Regions from separate parts of the Mus musculus genome. Here regions 1, 2, 3 and 5 are each linked to region 4. Evidence: chromatin contacts called from public Hi-C data. All regions are on one chromosome and are shown on one strand. Each heading gives the region's core, a stretch centred on a gene start, on an enhancer-like site or on the middle of the called end of the contact. The rest is flanking DNA. Distances are from core to core; before and after follow the strand shown.

Region 1 (3,877 bases), core at 922-3,421, 4.4 Mb before region 4:
CCAAACTTTACCATCTTAACTCAACCATCTGTTTACTACAATATTTTCTTTATTTCTGATTTTGAGGGCCCCAAAGATACTGTCCACCCTTCTACTTCACTTAATGAAGTACATATCCATACCACAGTACAAGACACAAAGTCTTTAAGCATCTTTTCTGCACTACAGAAGCTTTCACAGGCATCCAGCAGTGGACAGACAATGTAGTATTTGGTGAACAGATAAGCTGCTCAGTGTTAGAATAAAATACCATCAGCTATGTCAGCAGGTAGTCACTTAGTGACCTTAAGCTTTAGAGGATTTTCTACTGCTATAAGATCGCTCTTAAGTTAGCAGTCTTCACATCTCTCCTTGGCCCAGAAGTACCACCCTACTACCCAGAAAACAAGATTCTACTGAGAACCAAAATGGTCCAGACCATCGGCCTCCCCACGTCCTGTACAAGCTATTTATATTTTTCCCGTTAACTTCTGAGATTACTGTAAATGCAAAGACTTGTGCTGAACTGCTGAAGTCGCTGCTGAAGAGGAGTGTCATAGTTATTATTATAGGTCAGGTGTGGTGGTGGCATATCTATCATTCTGGAAAAGTCCATAAAAATACATTCTTTCTACTAGAAATATTTAAAGTAAACTGAGAAGGTTCCTATAATCTTCAGAGAAGGTCCTTCTTATAAGTCTATGCAGGACAATATCATACTGTTAAGAATGAGAACTATATGGCCATAAATACAGAGCACTCTTAAGTGGAATGATGGTTAGCACTCTATTATCTAGTTTGAATAAAATTGAAACTAACGATACTGACAACTCAAGAAAAACATATGACTGTTAAGCTAAGGGACCAATTTCCGATGTCTATTGATTTTGATGTATGAAAAAGGGCCAAGTATAATTCAAATACATATAATCTGGTGTTAAGTAAGCCCTGTTAGTAATTCTCCAGTAAGATTAACGTCAATGTTGCCTAGTAGATTGTAAAGCAGATAGCTACAGTTATGATTTTAGTAAATTTTCAGATGTATAAACAAAGCCTCCAAACAAGGCCATGGAACACTGAACCTCCTTTCCAGGCCTCCTTTCACAATGGATCATAGAATTCTTTCATAAGAAAATATGAATTACTGTTAGGCTCAGTAATAAGTAAGTAAGACTACCTGAGCTCTGGCTGACACATGACCCAGGGAGGTAACAGTGACTACAAATTCTATGTTCCGCTTGCCACAAACCAAAAGATAAAAAGCCTCAGTGTGGTCATATGTGCTTCATTTAATTATAGAACTGATTCCGTAAATACACCAACTAGTCAATCACCTGGGAGAAATGTTTCATTTCGGTCATCGTATGACTCTAATCACAAGAATTTTAAAGCTCATGGATGGTAAAGGCTCAACATTCAAAAAACAAAAAAAGATTACTGTCGAACCAATTGGCAACTGAGAATTTATAAAAAGCAAACCGAGTCTGATGTCAAAAGAATGACGTATTTCCTAACCTATTTTCCCTTCTAAGAAAATACCTAAGGACTAAAATGGGGCGGGGGGGGGAGCATTAAAATTACACCATAACTGTGTACAATATGTATTTACAGCTGAATTTTGAATTGAAAACAAAGTGGAAATTTACAAGGCAGTAATGAAAAAGTGAACTGTCATGCATGTCTCTCTGAATGCAAAAAAAAAAAAAAAAAAAAAAAAAAAAAAAACAACAAAAAAACATACTGTTCATTTTCTGGGCAGTATGAACATTCCGGAGAAAGTCCGTGTGTACTTTTATTTAAAGTCTACCCTTCTCGCAGATTCGACACCACACATCTGGTCGGATGTAAACAAAAAGGATTTCAAGGAACGTAGAAAACGCTGCATGGGTAACAGGACATCTGAGGAGAGGGCAGATGACTGCCCAATGGGGACCAAGCTCAGCAGTGCCAGCACCAGGGACCCCGCCTCGGACCGAAGGCCGCGCCTTCTGGCCACCGAGCGCAGCGGTCCCCTCGCATCTCACCACCGTCCGCCCACTTCCCTCTGCGGCGCTCCCTCACCGTCTTCCCCCGCGGCTTCGCTAAGGTGCTGTATGTGAGCCTGAGCCAGGTCCCCGAGCTCTTCCACCCGCCTCACCACACCGGACACCGCGGCCGCCATGGCCAGCTCGGGCGCGCCCGCCCTGTCCACGTGACCACGTGAGCCCCAGATCACCTGACGGCCTGGCTGGCGGAGTGGGGGCGGAGCCCGCCCAGCCGGTGGGCGGAGACATAGGCTCCGGGCTACGACCGCCCCGGCCCGCAAAGGTCGTTCCGGGTATTTAGTTCCTCCCAGTGGCCCTCTCCCTCCCACAATCCCGTGCTGCGAGGGGCCAGTCGATGATGTAAGGGCACACCTCTCTCCCGCCTTCTAATTTCAACCAATCGGAAGCCGACCATGCCCCGAGCTGAGCCAATAGGACATCGACTCTCTCCGCGGGTGCAGGGAGATTGCAGCCGCAGCAGCTGGCTGGAAGAGGGCGGTTTGGAAGGTCTGGAAAGAGGATTTGCAGCGGTTGGCGCTGTAGTGAAGGAGGTGGACTAAAATAAAACTTGATTGTAATGGTGGGGGCGGGGGGTGGTGGGGGAAGGTCAGAAACGGAAGTCTGCGGACGGGTGAGATTCATCCAAGCTGCGAGACCTAGTGTGAGGGCAGACAACTTGGCAGTCCTCAGCCTGCTAGCTGGCATAACGCTTTCCCCGAATCTTCACCCTGGAGCTTGTTTTTACTCCGGATTGATCTTGGCTAGCTCACACTTAAAGTACCTTAAATGTCTTGCGACCTAAACGTGGCAGCGACCTCACTGTCTTAGTTCACCTTGAGACCTTCCTGACAAGTGTTAAGTGTTCTTCCGGGTCTTAATCAGCACTCAAGTGGTCAAATTGCTTTGCATTCCATGAATGCTAATTCTTGCCTATGGCCACGGAAATCTAATGCTGTTTTGGCTTTTTGTTTGTTCGTTTGTTTCCCCCGGTTTGGCACAATATATTTTGAATAACTCTACCCTTCATCTTAATTTTAAGGTTTTTGTTGTAGCCTGGTAGAAAATATTTAAACTATGAAAATAGTAATGTGATCGTTTAAGAGTGACTAACCACAGTCACTTTTCTGCAAGTGGCCATGATGACCAGTTTTTTTCTCCTGTCATTTTACTCTAAATGCACAGAGCAAAAAACACGTGCTCTGTGTCTTCGGTACTTGTGTAATGCCCTTACGTACTTGGGAAAATGGTTTTTAATAGAAAACAATAATCAACAACAAATCCTTATGATACTTTATAATGAAGAATCTGAAGGCCAGAAAAATTGCATTCTATAATCAAGGTGAACTACAGAATTCAAACTCTTATGCTAGAGTGTTGACTTACTCTGTAATCCCAGAACTTGAGAAGCTAAGGCTGGAGGGGATGCTGGCAGTTCTAGAGCAGCCAGTACATACTGAGACCCAGTTTACAAACAAGCAAGCATCCCACAGAAATTAAGGACCCATATTCTAACATGCCAAACTGCACTAAATAACATTTCCAGGCACAAGCTGGAGAGATCATTGCTGGCAACCACATGGCCACTCCCAACTGTCTAGGCCTCCAGCTCCAGGGCATCTGATGCCTCTTTAGATCTCCATGGGCATTGTATACGGACATATATATGCAGGCAAAATGCACATAAAGAAAAAAATTACAATCATGATGATGCATCAAACTACAGTATTCTATATGGAAAGTCTTAACACTGGGAATTATTGTTCAACTGATATTTTGGTGTGTTCATTTTCAGAGAGAGAGTTGGAAATCTAGTCTTTTTTTTTTCAGATAAGGAGGAGAAGGATGAGACTGTTAACCTCCAAACTAAAGAATAC
Region 2 (3,847 bases), core at 898-3,397, 3.3 Mb before region 4:
TGAGCTCTCCACTAGCCCAGTCTTCATAGCTAGTTCCAGGCCAGCCAAGGAACAAAACAAAAATGGCCCACTCAGTTTCAGAAGCTGCCAAACTCGGTGCCGTACCTTAACACTACCTGCCAGCACCTGGGAGGCTGAGGCAGGAGGATCACTTGGCCTCAAGAGTTTGAGATCAGCCTGGGCAACACAAACCCTGTCTTAAAAATGTAAAGAACAGAAAAGAAAAAATAATGTCCCGCCGCTGTGGACACGCTCCCGCCGCCGCTGCGGACCTACCTAAACCTAGCAGTTGGGTAGAAGCCTGGAAACTTGAAGGGCTTCCTACAAGGCTCTGGAGCATAAATTTCAGGACAAAAACCGATGTGCGGATTTCCTGCACACCACAAAGAACAAACTCACTTTAGAGAGAAAAAATGATTTCACTGTCTGATAACTTCAGCTGTAGGCACGTCTTTGGATAAGGTCAGTGACATCCTGCCTCTGAGGGTGGGCTCCTTGGTGGTTTAACGCCCAGCCTACCCTTTCTTCACTAATGTCATTTTTCATAGTCAATGCTGTAGACACAACTCCATGACCCCATCCCAAAAGAGCTGTTTAGTACTCCAAGCGAGAGCATCCAGTGACGTGATAAATCCTGAGGTGGCAGAGAGCACTAAGGTTTCAGGTTAGTTAACCTTGAGATGGAGAAATTATCTAGGTGGGGTGAATGTAGTAACAAGCGGTCTTAAAAGTAGAAGAACACAGAAAACTGTACTACAACGTAAGGTAGGTTATTACTGGCCTGCAAGGTGAAAGACAGCAATTAAACAGCGACTGAGCAGAGCTACACCTCAGCACTACATTTCAATTTTAGTCAAACCAAGCCTCACTTGTGCTTCCCAGCAGAACTGTGAATGAGGCCGGCAGTGGTGGCGCTCGCCTTTAATCCCAGCACTTGGGAGGCAGAGGCCATACAATTTTAAGTGTGCGATACAATTTTGTTATCTGTAGGTACAGTAATGCAAGAGGACCCTAGAATTTATTTCCCATAACTGAAAGTTTACACCCGTTGACTAAATCTGTGTTGCTTCATGCTACTAAATTTATAGCAATTTGCCACCCAGTCTCCTAAGACTTATTTATAGTCCAGTTCAACCATTTGAATGCTTGTTTGCTTTCTCTCCCGTGTGCCCTATCTCCTCCCTCCTCTGATTTCAGTTTACTACTTCTGAGTGGAAAGGATTATACATTTTTCTTTCTACTCCCCTCCCCTAGAAGAAATTGGTACGATTTGCTAACAAAAAACAAAACAAAACAAAAAGCTTCCTTGGTGTTTGCTTTGTTCTGCTGTCCACTATCTTAAGATTTTTGAATGTGATAGACTAGCGATTCTCACATTTGTTTTAGAAAGTATGTAGATGGTATGACTGAGACTTTTCCCCAATTCATCAATGTTCGTACTATATTCTCCATGTTTCCTACTGGGATTGCGGACAGACAGTTGCATTAGCGCTAATCAAGGATGTCTAGGGTTACTTATTTCAAAATGATCTAGGAAAGTGTTTTATACAGTACAGACTTGCAAACTGTACTCAAGTCTAAAAGGGTCAGATTTCCTGGTGGCGGCGCGCTGGCTGGAAGCTGTTATTTAACAAGTTCCGCGTGTGATTCCTTGAGTGCGATCAAACAACTGGCCTCTGAATGACCACCGCGTGAAATCGAGTCGGCCCGAGTCAGAAGCTAACTAAGCTCCTACCCTCGCCGAGACACTTCGTGACTCCATCCTCTCACCAACTCTCCATACAGGCAAGCGAGCGGCCACATCAAAACGAACCTGGGAAGGCTGGCTTTCCCGGATCGGGATCCCAGTCCCAGCACTGCACAACCGCCAGGGGCGCCGCCACGCACTGGGTGTCTGACTCCCCTCGAGCCCCGGGACCGGAAACCAGACGGACTGCCAACACCGCAGCAGCCCCGACACCGCCAGAAACCCTCTCCAACCAGGAGGCGGGCCGCTGGGGAGGGCGGAGCCACAGCGCCAGGCACGCCCCCTACCGGTGTTGCAGCCCAATCGGCTCCCTGGCTCTCTCGCCCGGGAGACTACACCTCCGCACCCGAGGCCTGATAGGGCTGCACCAAGACCCGCCGGAAGTAGTTTCCTGGGCGGAAGCTTATCCACAGGAAGTGGCGGGGGTGCTTTCTCTTCCGGTCTCTTTGGCCTCGCCGGTAGAAGCAAGATGGTGAGTGTGGTTTCTGGGCTCTGTAAATCTCTCTCCATCCTTCTTCCTCGGGCTGTCCTGCCTGTTGCCCGGCGCGTCGGTGACAAGGTTGCGAGTGAGGGGAGCTGATGGGCGAGGAGACGGCGTGCTGTGGTCCGCAGGAACTGGAAGGATGGCTGCTGTGTGCAGAGCCCGGCCCACGGTCCTAGCGCCGCTGTGGGTCTCTCTGGGCTTTGGAGGAGACGTACGCACTGCAGCCCCGGGTGGGTGATCAGGACAGGCTTGGGGACATCTGTCCCCAGCCGCCGAGAAACCGGCTGCTTGGTGGGCAGTACCGCGACTGAGAGACGGGCAGAATGTTGTCCTTAACGCCTAAAGCCAAGGAGGCTTAGGTCCGCGCAGAGTAAGGCATTATAATGGTCGTGTGGATAGCCGGTAGTGCTTCCTACCTACCCTACCTGTGTGCTAAGATTTAAATCTTTACACCGTTTTGTCCCGTGTGGATCTTGTTTACGTCTCATCCATACTCATTGCTAAGAAAATGCCAGAGTACATTGAGAAGTCAGATTTCAGAGTTGCTTATATGTGGGGTTTTTTTTCCTGCTTTTTCTTTTAATGTGCAGACGAAGGGAACGTCATCCTTTGGTAAGCGTCGCAACAAGACGCACACGCTGTGCCGCCGCTGTGGCTCCAAGGCCTACCACCTTCAGAAGTCGACTTGTGGCAAGTGTGGCTACCCTGCCAAGCGCAAGAGGAAGTGTAAGTACTGTAATCCGCAGGCGGGCTTTTACCTTGACCTGAGGTAGCGATGTAATAGAAAACACATTTGGCACGCAACAACTTTGGAGGTTGGTTTGTTGGCTGAGTGGTTAAAACATAGTAATGACACTACTGAGAAAATGGGCTGACACTGGGTGCTTGGGAAAACCATTTGGAATCCTATTTTTTTTATTAGATAACTGGAGTGCCAAGGCTAAGAGACGAAACACTACCGGGACTGGTCGGATGAGGCACCTAAAGATTGTCTACCGCAGATTCAGGTACAGTTTTGGCTAAATGTCATTGGTCCTCCAGGGTAGGATGAAACTTTGCACTCTTACTGAAGGGTAGGAATGATACTGGGGTTTGGTGTGGGCCTGAGACGCCCACATTTGTCAAGACTATGAGTGGGATCTGGGGGGCAGCTTACTTGGATCTGCCTCCAGACTTTGCTCAAGTCTGCTAAGCTGTTCTGGGTGCCAGTCATAACATAGATGGGTATCTTTTTACTGGAGGCTAGGCCTTGATGTTCCTTAAAAGTACAGAATCCCCAGCCCCCCTCTTAGACTTTCCTGTGGGGTCTGTGCTTTGACAGGTGCTTTTGTGTTTGTCTCTGTTTTAAACTCAGTCCAGTTTTGTGAACTTGATGTGTAGTGGCTTGCTAGTGTTTGATAGGCTAGTGGCATGTTTTGAGCCTGATTAACCTTTATGTGCTTAGAATCACTCATCTTCCTATGTAGTATTGAGTAGAAATGAGTGCTACTTAACATTTAGACTTCTGAGTTGAGCAGCTTCAAGATCCTGTTAAGCTTGGTCAGTGTTTCCTGTTACTAAAGGAAAGGTGCCAGGACCTGTCCTTTATAGCTTAAGGAATAGCTTCATAAATACTT
Region 3 (4,464 bases), core at 1,275-3,774, 3.2 Mb before region 4:
TCCTCTGTGAAGCGAGTCCTTAGGCTTTTAAGTGGAAAAGCAACTCAACTATTCTAACTTTAAAATTCTGCATAATTTAGAAAAAAGTCAAGGCCTGAAGAAATCAAAAAGGCTGAACCCGCACTCTCTCTCTCCCAAGGAAATGAATTCAACAGAGCTTATCGCCCTGGGTTTGCAGACTCTGGGCCACAGAGTGGAGCGCTAGAGTAAGTAACGCAAGTGAGTTGTCCCCTCCCCCCATCTAACTGATCCCGCCTGAAGGTTCAGGGAAGATGCAAAGCAAAACAGGGCAATAAGGGGAACCTGGCAGGGGAGGGGGCACAGGGGGTTGTCCAGGGGACCTCAGAACTTTTGCTTTCGGGGAAAGAACCTCAGGGGACCTGGGGGCGGGGAATCACCTCCTGAGTCTCTTTAAGGTCAGGACTTAGAAGGAAAACCTGGGTTTGCTCAGAGAAGCCTTGAAGTGGTCCCAGCTCAGAACTGGAGAAAACTCTGCCCACCTCCCCCCCCCCCAAAGGAATCAGGGAAAAGGAGGGGAGCGTGGAGGCGGATGGATGCAGGAGAGAGGCCCAGTGGGTCTCAGGCCCCAAACACTTACCACGAGCGGAATGGAGCAGATGAGCACCACCAGAGAGGTGGCGATGAGTAAGATGACCATCTGGATCTCCGCACCCGCGATGCGCCGGAAACTCCTGCGGCGGCGAAAGTCGCTGAGGCGCTGCAGGGCTGGGGAGGCCCCAGCGTGGCCCCGACAGGCCACCGAAGCTACCGCGGCGGCGGCAGCCGCATGGTGCTGCTCCGTGCCCAACGAGGTGCGGCGCATGAACTGGCGGTGCATGCGGAGCAGCGCGCCGCACACCAGCACGTTGCAGAGCACGGTGGCAAGGATGAGGAAGGAGCTGAAGCCGGCGTACATGTAAGAGAAGGCGGCGTAGGCCGTTACGTTGGTGGTCCAGTCGATGAAGCACCAGGTGCCCGGGTACTGCCGCTCGGATCTGCCCAGGCCCATGTTGGGCAGCGCGCAGAACAGCACGTTAGATGCATAGATGGCGAAGAGTGTGAGGCCGGCCAGCCGCTTGTCCACGTAGTGGCTGTAGAAGTAGGCGTGGTTGATGGCCAGGTAGCGCTCGATGCTCATGGCACAGATGATGCTGAGACCCGACAGACCGAAGAAAAGTAGGATGAAGGTGCTATAGTCACACAGTGCCTGGTCTCCGGGCCACTGGCCCTTCATGTATGTGGCGATGGTCACCGGGCTTACCAACAAGGTGCCCAGAAGGTCAGTGACAGCCAGCCCACATACTAGAGTGTAAAAGGTCGTCTCTTTCTGCTCCTTGCGCGACTTGCACAATACTACGATGGCCACCAGGTTGCCCACCACCCCGAAGATGAACATCACTGCGGGAATGGTCACCGGGCTGTTCAGCCTCTCCGGAGTGGAGGAGAAGGACGCGTTGACTCCGGGGATGGACATGATGGTGGTGGTTAGTAACACACAGCGTTGGAGCTCACGGTTCGATCTAGGAATGGTACCTAGAGAGAAAGAGAAACGAGCCATTTACCACTTGCAAGGTGTTCGACCCATGGCCAAAATGCTGTGTCGCAGAGATAAGGAGAGCACCCAGATCCAACTTCCTCATCGGTAGCTACTCATTAACTGTGACTACTTAAATTCCCAAGGTCTGGATCCGTTCTGTCAAGAGCACCGCTCTGCTGACATTAATATATTTATTTCCCGCCTATCCCCACCCCCACCGCTCCATAATCAGCTCATTCCCTCGCCGAGATGAGCAAGACCCTTCTCAAGGGAAAAGTGACTCCCTAGTGATATTCCCCACAGAATGGATAAAATGCTCATCGAAAGAAGTTATGGACATTTTGGGACACTATGGGACATTCTGTTCTTTGGTTTCCCGGAAGAGCGCCTGAACACGCAAAGACCTCCATCCCGACTTACCTGTAGGGTGGGGTTAGGAGCCCGGTGTGCCCAAGGCTCAGGCCTCAGATGTTCAGGACCTACCTCCAACCTCAGCCATCAGTCTCTTCCCACGCAGTGCGGAACTTGTCAAGCTTTTGCTGTCTCGGAACCGGGGCTCGGTGGCTGCCAACTTTCCGGAACTGAGGTCAGAGTATCTTGCTTTCAAAAAAGCTTGGAAAGCCAGAGAGGCTAGCGGGATGGGTCGGTGAAGACCAGTCTGGGGTTTCTTGTTTGATTTACTAACGCCTCCTCCTTTCAAAGGCGAGTCTCAGCTTTGCAGGGCCCGCGCAGGTCTAGTGCGGGAGGTCAGCGTCCAGGTGTGTCGCCGCCACGCGTGCAGGTGGAACAGAGCGTAGGTCCGGGCTCCCTCCTCCCCAGCAGCGGGCTGAACGGACAGCTACCGGAGAAGGCGGCTGCCGCTGAGGCCGCTCCTTGGGCTCTGGGGGCGGCACGGGGTCCACTGGGCCTGGGGCTCTGACCTGAGGCCGTTCATCTTCCTCTCCCGCTGCCGGGTTTCGAGCTTCGCTCTCGGCGTCTCCAGCCTCTGAACAAACTTTTCTCCTCCCGCAAGTTTCCCCGGAGGGGGCGGAGACAGTCATAGCGCGGCCCGGGCTTCCATTGGCTGATCTGGAAAGGGGGCGGGGCGAGACCTCCTCTAGCACCGCCTAGGAGCCCGGTGATGGAGGGCGGGGCGGAGAGCTGCGGAGGTCTGGAGGGACCTGCGGGGGTGCCACCCGGCTGCGGGTGCAGCTTCAGTGCCTTCCCTCCCTCGAAGGTACCGAAACCCCCCAGATCGAGTCCCCAGGAAACGCCAGCTCGAGCTTCGCCACTCCCAAGCTGGGCATTTAGCGGGAATGATGCTGGGACCTGTGTCTGGTCTACATTGCTCTGCGGGTTAGAGTGGTTAAATTCTCGCATCTTCCACCCACAGATCAAACATGTGGGTCTTGAGATGTCGGGACAATTGCTTTAGGGCTCTACCCGGGAGCCACAGAGCGGAGAGGAAAAGTGGGTGTGTGGTTGTCCGTGGGTGTGTACGCCCGAGAGCTCCGGGTGGGACTTGGCAGAGGCACGGTGAGTAGGTACCAGGCTTGGGCGGGGAGGCGACTAAGAATCCATCCTCTCACCATAAAAGGAGTTACTTGGCAGTGCCCTAGCTGCGCTCAATAGGGCACCAAAGCGGAGGCGGGGAGGAAGGCGAGCAACACGGAACTGCAACTTCTCACTTAGATGGCAGAGTTTAGGGCTTTCTTTGGAGACCTGTGGCCCACAGGCACACCTGAGATTTAGTTGAGGGGGACTGTTTAACTGTAGAGAGAGAGCATTCTTCCTCAGGAAGGCTGAAACAAGTGCTTTCCTGTTCAGTTTCTGCTAGCCATCTTCACCTGCGGGATGAGAGGGGTTTGAAATTCAAGCAAATTAACGAATTTCCAGGCGTTGCCTCTTTGTTAACTCGGAAAAGGTCTATTTGCCTTTCCCTATTCTTTGGTTTATAGTTTGTTCGGCTTCTTCTTTGATGAGGAACAATCATTTCTTAATTATCAACTATTCTCCTAAAAAACAGAATTTAAGATCGGAAAACACCAGGGGGCAATTAAAACCCTGTCACCAGATCCTTTAAAAACTACACAATGAGACTGTAGTATGGTTTTCTGAACAATTCAACTTCTTACAAAAACCTCACTCCATGCTTAGCATCTAACCGGGTAACTAGGTGGCTTGAATCTTGTGTGAAACAAGTAGGTATGCCTCTACTGTTATTTATGGGGGCTGGAGAGATGGCTCGGCAGTTAAGAGCACTGACTGCTCTTCCAGAGGTCCTGAGTTCAATTCTCAGCAACCACATGGTGGCTCACAACCATCTGTAATAAGATCTGATGCCCTCTTCTGGTGTGTCTGAAGATAGCTACAGTGTACTCACATAAATAAATCTTTTTTTTTTTTAAATCTGCCAAGAATTTATGATTCTTCAGCAAGCCTCAGAAACAAACGAGTAGTGAGAGAACCAAGATTTTACGATTTCAACTAACTTCAGCCTAGAGAAGTACTCAGAATTGTGTTTACTTGTATAAGGGAACATGTGGGTATCAAAATACATTTCGTGTGCAAGCCTTTTCATCAGGAACATCAGAAGGGAAAGCATTCTTAGCTGATAAAAAAAAAAGTCAGTGGTGATGTTCAGTTTTTGAGTCTGCTGTCACCATTGATGTCGTTTTGGTGTCTGCATGTCCTTTGGAGAGTAATCTCTAGAATGGTGTCAGCACAGAACACAAATCAACACCAGAAAAATAAGGACGGAAACTACCTTGCACCCCCATTCCTCACCGGCCACACTGTATGATTGGTACTCATGTTAGCTGGTTGTCAGAAAAACATGAGACGACATTCCTCATAGCCTGCTAACAAACTCCTTCCCAGTTTCTTTCCTCTTTAAGTTCCTGAAATGCAAAAAATTAATACTGGTGTAGTTCAGGCTACAGGAAATA
Region 4 (3,898 bases), core at 825-3,324:
AGGCCGGGATTGGGGCTCAGCAGGACCTTCAGGCTTTTTAAAATTCAAACTGCTCCCCGACCAATACAAATCACGGACACGCTACTGACTACTACACGGATTTATAGCATTAAAAACATGCCTAGTACGTGACAGCTATATTAACTTCACTCTTTTTAACATTTATCCATACGTTTTCAGGAAAGGTGGAGCAATTTTTTGTAAGCAGCATGCTAAACTCAAAAATAACCCGCAAAAAAGTTATTCTACAGTGACAAAAACTTAAGACCCAGAATATTTAAAGGGCTATTTTAACCACTACCATTACGAGGGGCCGCCTTGAGTAGTGTTGCTACCTTTTAACAAATGAGTTCTCCCTCAGCGAATATGAAACAAAGTATCAAACGGGACATTTCTTTTTCTGTGCAATTTTTAAAGTCTGAGGACTTTTAAAAAGGTATTTCCGTCTTACACCAACTTCCATTGCCAAAGCCGCGAGAAACAAGCTCCCAACATCTAACTTACTCGTGAACTAGAACTTGGTAAGATACAGAACTGGTATTTTTCTCCAGCATCTACAGATACATTTGACCTATTAAAATGACACCTCGCTCATTACACAGTCAAACATCATGGTACAAACAGCCAATGACAATCCTGGGACTCACTAAGATCTGCCCTGACAAGAAAGGATGGCACCTTCTATGTGTGTATATGTATGTGTGTTTTAAACCTCCCAAAGATTCTAAGTGCAACTTAACTTCTATCCTTTGAAAGAAAATAGGTTTCATCCTTATCTCCATGTACGCTCAAAAACACTTAGAATTCTTTGTATTCTTGCACCCGTTTAGGCTAAAAAGTATCCAGAGAGTTTTATGTAGTCATTTAAAATTATCCTTACATAACAGATACAAATACAAAGTGTCGGAGTAAACCTGTCAAGTTCTTTCTACTTGGTCTTTGAATAAAAAGTCCATGTGCAACACACTCTGTCAAACAACATAAAAGCTCCTGGGCGGGGATGTGCAGTGTGCACAACGCTAGGGTTTTCTAGATTAAATATACATGTGGACGGTTTGATCCTTTTACAAAGGAAACCAGTCTTTATTAACTTTCCAAAACGTCCAAACAAGTTTGGCAGAGAATTACCACTGTAGCCGTGTCTGAGTATTTACATTTGTTTCACTAACTGAAACTACTTCCTCCCTTCATGGGGTCACAGGGGGAAGAAGGGGGGTTGTTTGTTTCACTGGGACGTTCCCCACTCCCGGACCGGGAAAGTTGTAAATATGGGGGACGATCGGGGCACATTTGCTGATAGTTGTATTGTTTCCGCCTCCTCACTAGCTACGGCTCCTCTCCCGGGCGAGGCCTGTCACCGACCAGCAGTCGCTCCGCTCAGCCCGGAGCTCTCCTAATCCCCGAGCTCAAGTAGATTCCGCTGGCCCGCGGCCTGCACTCTCCGCCGGGCCTACGCCTCCCCGGCCGCCCGGCAGGGAGCCCGGTTCCCCGTCACCGAAGCCGGCCGGGAGAGGCTACGAACCCCGCCGCCACCGCCGCCGCCGCCGCCACCCAGGGTGGCTGCCGCCGGAGAGGAGCGAGCGAGCGAACTCACTCTCTCGACTCGCCCCGTGGAAGAGACCCGGGGCCGCTGAGGAAACGGCGGGGAGGGGAGCGAGGAGGAGAAACGCTGAGGGACCTGGCGCCGGCGCCACCGCCGCCACCGCCGCCGCCGAAATAAAAGAGCAGGAATTTACCTGGGCGAATCGGCGTCTGAATCCGAAGCGGAGGCCGAGGCCGCGGTGGCAAGAGAGAGAGAGCGAGAGAGCGAGACTATAATCCGGGCCGGGAGGGGGGGTGGCTACGGCTCCTCTTCCGTCTCCTCAGTGCGGGGAACATGTAGAGCCGGGGGGAGAGCAGCCGAGAAGACAAATCGCGGCTTCTTCTTCGTCCTCCTCCTCCTTCTCCCACATAGAAACACTCACACAAACACCCGGCCGGGGGCCCCGAGCTACCGGGGGGGCATCGCCGCGGGCCCGGGAACCAATCCTCCTGGCGGCGGGGGCGTCCCTCCCTGGCGGCTTTGCTGGTGTCGGGTGAGTCGGTACCGACGGAGGGAGGGAGGGACGGGAGGGCGGGCGGGGGGGAAGGAGCCCAGTGTGTGTGTGTGTGTGTGTGTATGTGTGTGTGTGTGTGTGTATGTGTGTGTGTATGTGTGTGTGTGTCTCTCTCTCTCGTTCCGTCTCTCCCTCTCAGAACAAAATGCCGACCGGAAGTGCAGCTGCAGGAATGACTCCCTCCGCCGGCGCCAAACACTAACAACCACCCCCTCTTCCCTACTCCACTTCCGCCGCCGCCACCGCCGCCGCCGCCACTCGGGCTCGCAGCTCTGCCTCAGCGCGCCGGCTCCCGCGGGCTCCGGAGGCGCGGCGGCGGCGGCGACAGCGGCGGAGGCAGCGGGAGCAGCAGCGGCGGTTCTGCTCCGTGCCCTTGTCCTGTGCAACGGACGGCCGTGGATGCTGCCCGTGGGGTCGCTTCTGCAAGACGGCGTCTACGCCGTTGCTCGGGTGACCGGCTTGATTTTTTTTTTTTTTTTTTCCTTTTGGTCCCCCTCGAGGCGACAGCAGCCGGGCGCTGGTCCGCTGTGGTGGCGTGAGGCCGGGATCTCCCTCTTCTCAGGCGCTCCGGGCCTCATAGCCCCCCACCCTCAATCCCGGAGAAGGCGGCCAGCCGAGGCCGCGCTGCTCTCCCTGACTGGCCGGCCCCGGGCCCCGGGGGGAAGCCGAGCTCCCGCTGCCGGCGGGTTGGATGCCGACCTTTCAAACGCTGTTCCCGCAGCCGTGATGGATGGATCGTCCCGGGAGCGGCCGGATCCTATGTCTGTCTGGGTTATTTTCTGCGAAGAACACAGTCCTCGGAGGTGAAGACTCCCAGCCTGGCTGAGTTGGAATCGTGATCGTGGTGGTGGTGGTGCATTAATTTCTGGAAATACGAGAGGGCTGCTGGACTTGCCTCTTTTTTTTTTTTTTTTTTTTTTTTTTTTCCTTTTTGGCGGTGGTTTTGATTGCCTCCCTGGTAGTCGGGATAAGGCCTGTAGGCGACGCTGTGCAAGCAAGGAGCCGGTCGCTCTGGCGCTGCGATCTAGGTGTGGGTGGAGCCCAGGCCATCCTGACGCCGGGCACCGGAGCCCCGGCACCGGCGCACTTCAAAACATCGTTTTCCTCTGTATGTTGAAAACTCAGAGGCTCTGGACAAGGCTGGAGTACAAAATGTGAATACGAATACAGTACCGTACCCGATGGTAGTGTCTTACTGTAAAACCGGAGGGCATTTCATCGCCACACAGTTTTCTGTTTGCTTGCTTGTTTGTTTGTTTGTTTTTGTATAAATTGTAAGGGGGCTAATTCTTCAGGTAAAAAGTGCCAGTAGGTAAGCACATTTTACTCAGGAGGAACCATATTATATTTTTTTAAATAAAATAAGTTGTCAGCGTTAATCGTTTGCTTGTCTATGCACTGATGTATAGGACAGCTCGCCTACAGGTTATTCTTTTGCTTTAGAAGTCACTGGGGGTGAGGTGTTAAAGATTTTGTCATTTCTGCACTCCTGACACTAGATGACTATCGCGACCAGAGGGAGTAAGTCAGGGCGGTGACTTCGGCCCAAGGAGTCCTGCAAGTGGGGGAAAAGGTCCGGGCTTGATATCCGTGCAAATAGAACTAAGCCTCGCCATGCTTCTGCCGTCCCCTTCCCCAGAGTGCCCCTGGGACTTGGCGGCGCCCTCGTCATCAGGGTTTTGCCCCATGTCACCCTGGTGCCTCCAGCACTTCTGTTTACCTTCCATGTTGGCGGCGTCGTTCTCATTTTTTCCTCCGGGCTTTCTATCTCGTCTGGCTCTTTTTCCCCAGTAGCCTTCAGG
Region 5 (4,211 bases), core at 1,164-3,663, 3.9 Mb after region 4:
TGGGACCAGCTACCCCTAGGAATATTTGTTTCTTAAATCTTCCTCTCCTTGCTCCTCCTTTTCCTTCCTGCTTTTCTTTTTCCTTTCCTCTCCTTTTCCTTTCTTTTCTCTTACTGGGTATGTTAGGAAATCTAATTGGTGAGGAGGGTGCCTTTGGCAGACCCATGTAAAAGGGTGCCCCTGAGAAATTCCACCACACAGACCTGGTGTGAAAGATATTCAGGGAAGAGAGTGGAGTGAGAGCCTGGGAAAGCAGAAGAGGCAGGCAAGTGGGTATGTAGACATGCAGACAGATGGCACGAGGGCAGAGAAAAGGGTGGGGGGCGGGGGAGAGAAAGAGAGGTGTATTATCTACATGGAAAAATTAATGGAGAAATAACAGGAAAACAGGAAAATAAAAAGAAGCAAAATTATTATAAAATTTGAATTGGAAAAATCACGTACCGGCAAGTGAATAGATAGAACCAGATATGGATGGGGGTGGAGTGGGGGGTGGGGGTGGGAATCAAGATGTCTACCGCTGGAAGTTTAAGCCACATTCAAGGTGAAGGTGATGAGGATTCACATTTAAAACAACTGCAGCTGGGTGCTGCTGGTGCTCGCCTTTAGTCCCAGCTTGTGGCAGAGGCAGGATAAACCCTGTTTCCAAAACTAAAAAACAAACAAACAAAAAGCCCTCAAAACCAAAGCAAATAACAAATTGTGATCATTCCTTAGGTACTGCTCCTATCTCATCTATCTATCTATCTATCTATCTATCTATCTATCTATCTATCTATCTATCTATCTAGTGTGTGTTTTATGTCTGCTGTTCTTACCTGTTCATGAACTTGTAGAGGCCAGACGTTGACCTCAGGCATCCTCTTTAACTGTTTCACAGGCTTCCAGGATCTGTCTTTCTTAGCTTCCTAAGGCTGCTATTACAGGAATGTACTTGGTGCTCATGAGTGCTGGGATTTGAACTTTGGTCCTCACGCTAGCTCAGCAAGCTGTTGACCCACTGAGCCATTCGCTGGGCCCTCACACTGTTTCTGAGGCAAGGCTTCTTATTGGGACCTAGGCACTTACCCATTTGCTTGCCCATGTGGCGAGGCTCACTGGCAAGGAAGCCTCCAGGAATCTGCCTCTGCCTCCCAGATGCCAGTTTCTAATTTGTCCTCAAGTACTGTGCCCACTGACTACCTCCCCAACGAAGCTTCACATCTTACCCCATTTAAAAAAAAAAAAAAATCTCCGCAGGGACAGGAGCAACTAGCCGAACAGGCAGAGCCTGTACGCACAGCTTTGTGCTTTTTGGATTTAACCTTCTGAGTTAAATAACCATTTAATTTACAAAGGACATTTAAAGTCAGTTGGCAAAGAATGACCAGAAAGGTGAAGGAACAAAAAGGTGACGTGAATGGGAGAAACTGGCTGAGGACACATTTTTTTTTTTTTTTTTTTTTCAGGAAAAAGGGAAGGTAGCTTGGGGCTGTGGGTGGGAGGACCTACTGGGACTTACTGTCCCCGTAGGAGTTGAGACAACGTATTTGGGCGCGGGGAATATTCTGTCTAAACCTGGCTTACTCACTGCGTATGGTTACTGTTTATTTTAAATAATACTGGACAGACCTACGATACCGTTTTTGGATAATGTTTTCTCATAAGACCCGCCCTTCTACTTCTCCAAACCCTTCTCAGGTTTGGCAGTTTTTCCTTTAACTTGATTTGCACAAACTGCCAAAGGGATTGAACCTAGTAATTACATCGAAAATAGATTTAGGGCTACAAAGACGTGGCATGAAACTCAAGAGGTTTACTGTCGCTATAAAAGAATCCTAAGGTCGGCTGTCCTAACAGTACAGTGCGCCCTGACCACTTTACAGCCGCAGTCGGAGGTAGGAAAGTTTTACAAACACAATTCGTCAATTTGTTTAACCTCTCTACGCCAGAGCACAGTACATGAACAGCTTTAAACGCCCGAGTGTAGATGACTCCTTTTGAAACTCGGGAGTTTCACAGGCGAAGAGCCAAGTCCTCCCCGTAGGTAGTGAGGACCCGGGCTATAGTGGCTGATCCCCAGGGATGCTGAGGTCTCAGTGGGGTCCGCCCTAGCCTGGCCTCGGCTTCTGGGATCCAGGAGAGATCTCACTGGTCGCTGGCGCCAGGCCGGACCTTTAGAGTGAACTGAGAGGCGGATGAAAGCCGGGCAGGTCACCGATCGCAAACCTTTCGTCTCCAGACTCAGGGCCACTAGCGAGTCCAGAAGCTCAAGTGTCCGCCGAAGTGGGAGGCGGCTAGCCACGCCCCCCGCTCGCGCCGCTTCCGGCACCCCGGCCCCGCCCCGCGCCGGCGCTGCCACATCCTCCGGTGACGTCAGCGCGCGCCGCCATATTGGGAAGCGCCACCGCCGCCGCCGCCTCCGCTCGGGCTCCTGGGCTGTGTGGGGGGCCACAGCCGCGGGCTGAAGGCTCCCTTGTGTACCCCATCGACGCCCGGCCCGCCGGCTTCGCCCAGCTCCGGCTCCTCATGACCGCCTTCGGCCCCGCAGCCCACGGACATCGCCCCAGCTCCAAGAATTAACACGGAAGCTCCCGGGGCCGGGGCCGTGAGGGAGAGCCGGCCGGTCCCGCGTCCCTGTCGGTCCGGCGCGGCTCTTGTGCGGGAGCCATGACCTCGCTGACCCAGCGGAGCTCGGGCCTGGTGCAGCGGCGCACCGAGGCCTCCCGGAACGCTGCCGACAAGGAGCGGGCGGCGGGAGGCGGCGGCGGCAGCGGCGAGGACGAGGCGCAGAGCCGCCGCGACGAGCAGGACGACGACGACAAGGGCGACTCCAAGGAAACGCGGCTGACCCTGATGGAGGAGGTGCTCCTGCTGGGCCTCAAGGACCGAGAGGTGCGGGCGCCGCGGCCCCGGCCGGGGTGGCAGCCGGGGTGGCAGCGGGACCCGGGTGGCTCCAGGTGGGGCCCGGGTGGGCGCTGGCCGAGGCCTCACCTGTCCCTGCTTCCGGAGCCCCGCGCCCCTGAGCGCCCTCTCGTCCCAAGGAGTGTGGGAGTCAGCCCTCTCCGGCTGCGCTCCGAGTGCTCCCGATCCTCCCGGTACCAAGTGCTCGCTTGGGTTTTCCCGTCCTCTGCTCACAAGCACTCTTAGTTCCGAAGTCTTGGCGATCTTTGCGTTTCTTCTTCTTCGCCGTCTGCCGCAAATAATGGCAACTCCAACCCAAGACTGTTGAGATCTAAAGACTCGGGGCTACCGCGGCTCCCAAGTATTGAGTTTTTGCAGGTTTTAAGACCCGGGAGAGGTTCGCGGATCTACTTGCTGTCGGCCCTCTTTCTTATGTAAAACTTGAGTTGCGGCGCGCGGTTAAGAAATTAGCAAAGTTGTTTTTACTGGGTATTGTTTTAAAAAGTCAATACTAAGTTGATATAAAACCTAGGAAGTTACTTTTTGGATGAACTTGGTTTGAGCGAGCGATGAGTTAGTTTTGCGGTTAGATCTGCTGTCGTCCTTTCCGTTTTGCCATTTTAAGGGAGGGCTTGTGAAGAGCTGGGAGGAATACCAAGTTTGCGCTTTGATGAAAGACTGCAAAGATTTAGGTAGGCTTAAGTTGTGTTCTGACGTTTGGAAAGGTCACCCCAGATATTTAGGAATTTCACACATATAAGTTGAAAAAGTGCAAGTGTCCGTCTTTTAAATGTCTGGATTCTGTAGTTAATGTTTGATTGATTTTATTAATACCCATCCATCTCTAAAGATGATTATTTTTAAGGGCAGACTTGCAGGATTGGATGTTTCATAAATCATGTATGATGAGGTGGCCCGGAAGTTTGTTTCGTTTCAGTGTGGAAACTCTAGACAACACATTTTGAGAGTCAGACAGAAAGGTATTGGATCTTGTTTTTAAATACGTTTTCAGAATTCAGGAAGGAGGACAAGAAACAAACCAGAACAAAACTCAGTTCATCCTATAAAACAGTTTTTTAGTTCCTCAGACTTAGCAGCGGTAGAGAGCTGAGTTTTTCCAGGGACTGTTTGTGGTTCCCGGATATTAGATACTACCCAGGGAAGTGCTTCTTGATGCCTTAATACCATTCAGCTTGAAGACACTTAATGGCCCTCAGGCTGTGAAAGGGGCACAGTACCTGTTTAATTACAGTTATTATGAGGAATGCGGTGGTGTGTGTTTCATTTTTAGTTGTGGAGTGAAAAGCTAGATGTTAGTGTGTGGCAAT

What was found. Hi-C and Micro-C count contacts between places; a contact is called where the count stands out from the background.
Region 1: a contact with region 4 is called in a Hi-C map of B cells, with 5 read pairs. The contact joins the promoter of AW549877 here to the promoter of Nipbl in region 4. A contact is called at or near these places in 2 of 484 Hi-C or Micro-C datasets (B cells and myeloid progenitors).
Region 2: a contact with region 4 is called in a Hi-C map of uterus, with 4 times the contacts expected there. The contact joins the promoter of Rpl37 here to the promoter of Nipbl in region 4. A contact is called at or near these places in 2 of 484 Hi-C or Micro-C datasets (B cells and uterus).
Region 3: a Hi-C map of pro-B cells shows a contact between it and region 4, with 16 times the contacts expected there. The contact joins the promoter of Ptger4 here to the promoter of Nipbl in region 4. A contact is called at or near these places in 2 of 484 Hi-C or Micro-C datasets (CD4 T cells and pro-B cells).
Region 5: a contact with region 4 is called in a Hi-C map of B cells, with 6 read pairs. The contact joins the promoter of Golph3 here to the promoter of Nipbl in region 4. A contact is called at or near these places in 2 of 484 Hi-C or Micro-C datasets (B cells and CD4 T cells).

The regions. Positions count from the first base shown.
Region 1 is chr15:3,993,575-3,997,451 of GRCm38.p6, forward strand. It overlaps AW549877 (expressed sequence AW549877), which reads right to left and starts at 2,172. Exons shown (of 6, transcript NM_145930.3): 1 at 2,041-2,172. The coding sequence starts at 2,140. Gm2093 (predicted gene 2093) reads left to right here and starts at 2,465. Exons shown (of 3, transcript NR_045740.1): 1 at 2,465-2,510; 2 at 3,831-3,877.
Region 2 is chr15:5,114,466-5,118,312 of GRCm38.p6, forward strand. Rpl37 (ribosomal protein L37) reads left to right here and starts at 2,148. Exons shown (of 4, transcript NM_026069.3): 1 at 2,148-2,219; 2 at 2,822-2,957; 3 at 3,154-3,238. The coding sequence starts at 2,217. It also overlaps a transcript of Card6 not described here.
Region 3 is chr15:5,241,663-5,246,126 of GRCm38.p6, forward strand. It overlaps Ptger4 (prostaglandin E receptor 4 (subtype EP4)), which reads right to left and starts at 2,525. Exons shown (of 3, transcript NM_008965.2): 1 at 2,021-2,525; 2 at 599-1,533. The coding sequence starts at 2,036.
Region 4 is chr15:8,442,389-8,446,286 of GRCm38.p6, forward strand. It overlaps Nipbl (NIPBL cohesin loading factor), which reads right to left and starts at 2,075. Exons shown (of 47, transcript NM_027707.3): 1 at 1,737-2,075. LOC102634078 reads left to right here. Exons shown (of 3, transcript XM_017316813.1): 2 at 1,327-1,576; 3 at 1,675-3,475. The coding sequence ends at 2,903.
Region 5 is chr15:12,319,083-12,323,293 of GRCm38.p6, forward strand. It overlaps Golph3 (golgi phosphoprotein 3), which reads left to right and starts at 2,414. Exons shown (of 4, transcript NM_025673.2): 1 at 2,414-2,874. The coding sequence starts at 2,650. It overlaps Gm52210 (a long non-coding RNA gene), which reads right to left and starts at 1,496. Exons shown (of 2, transcript XR_003951630.1): 1 at 819-1,496; 2 at 1-651.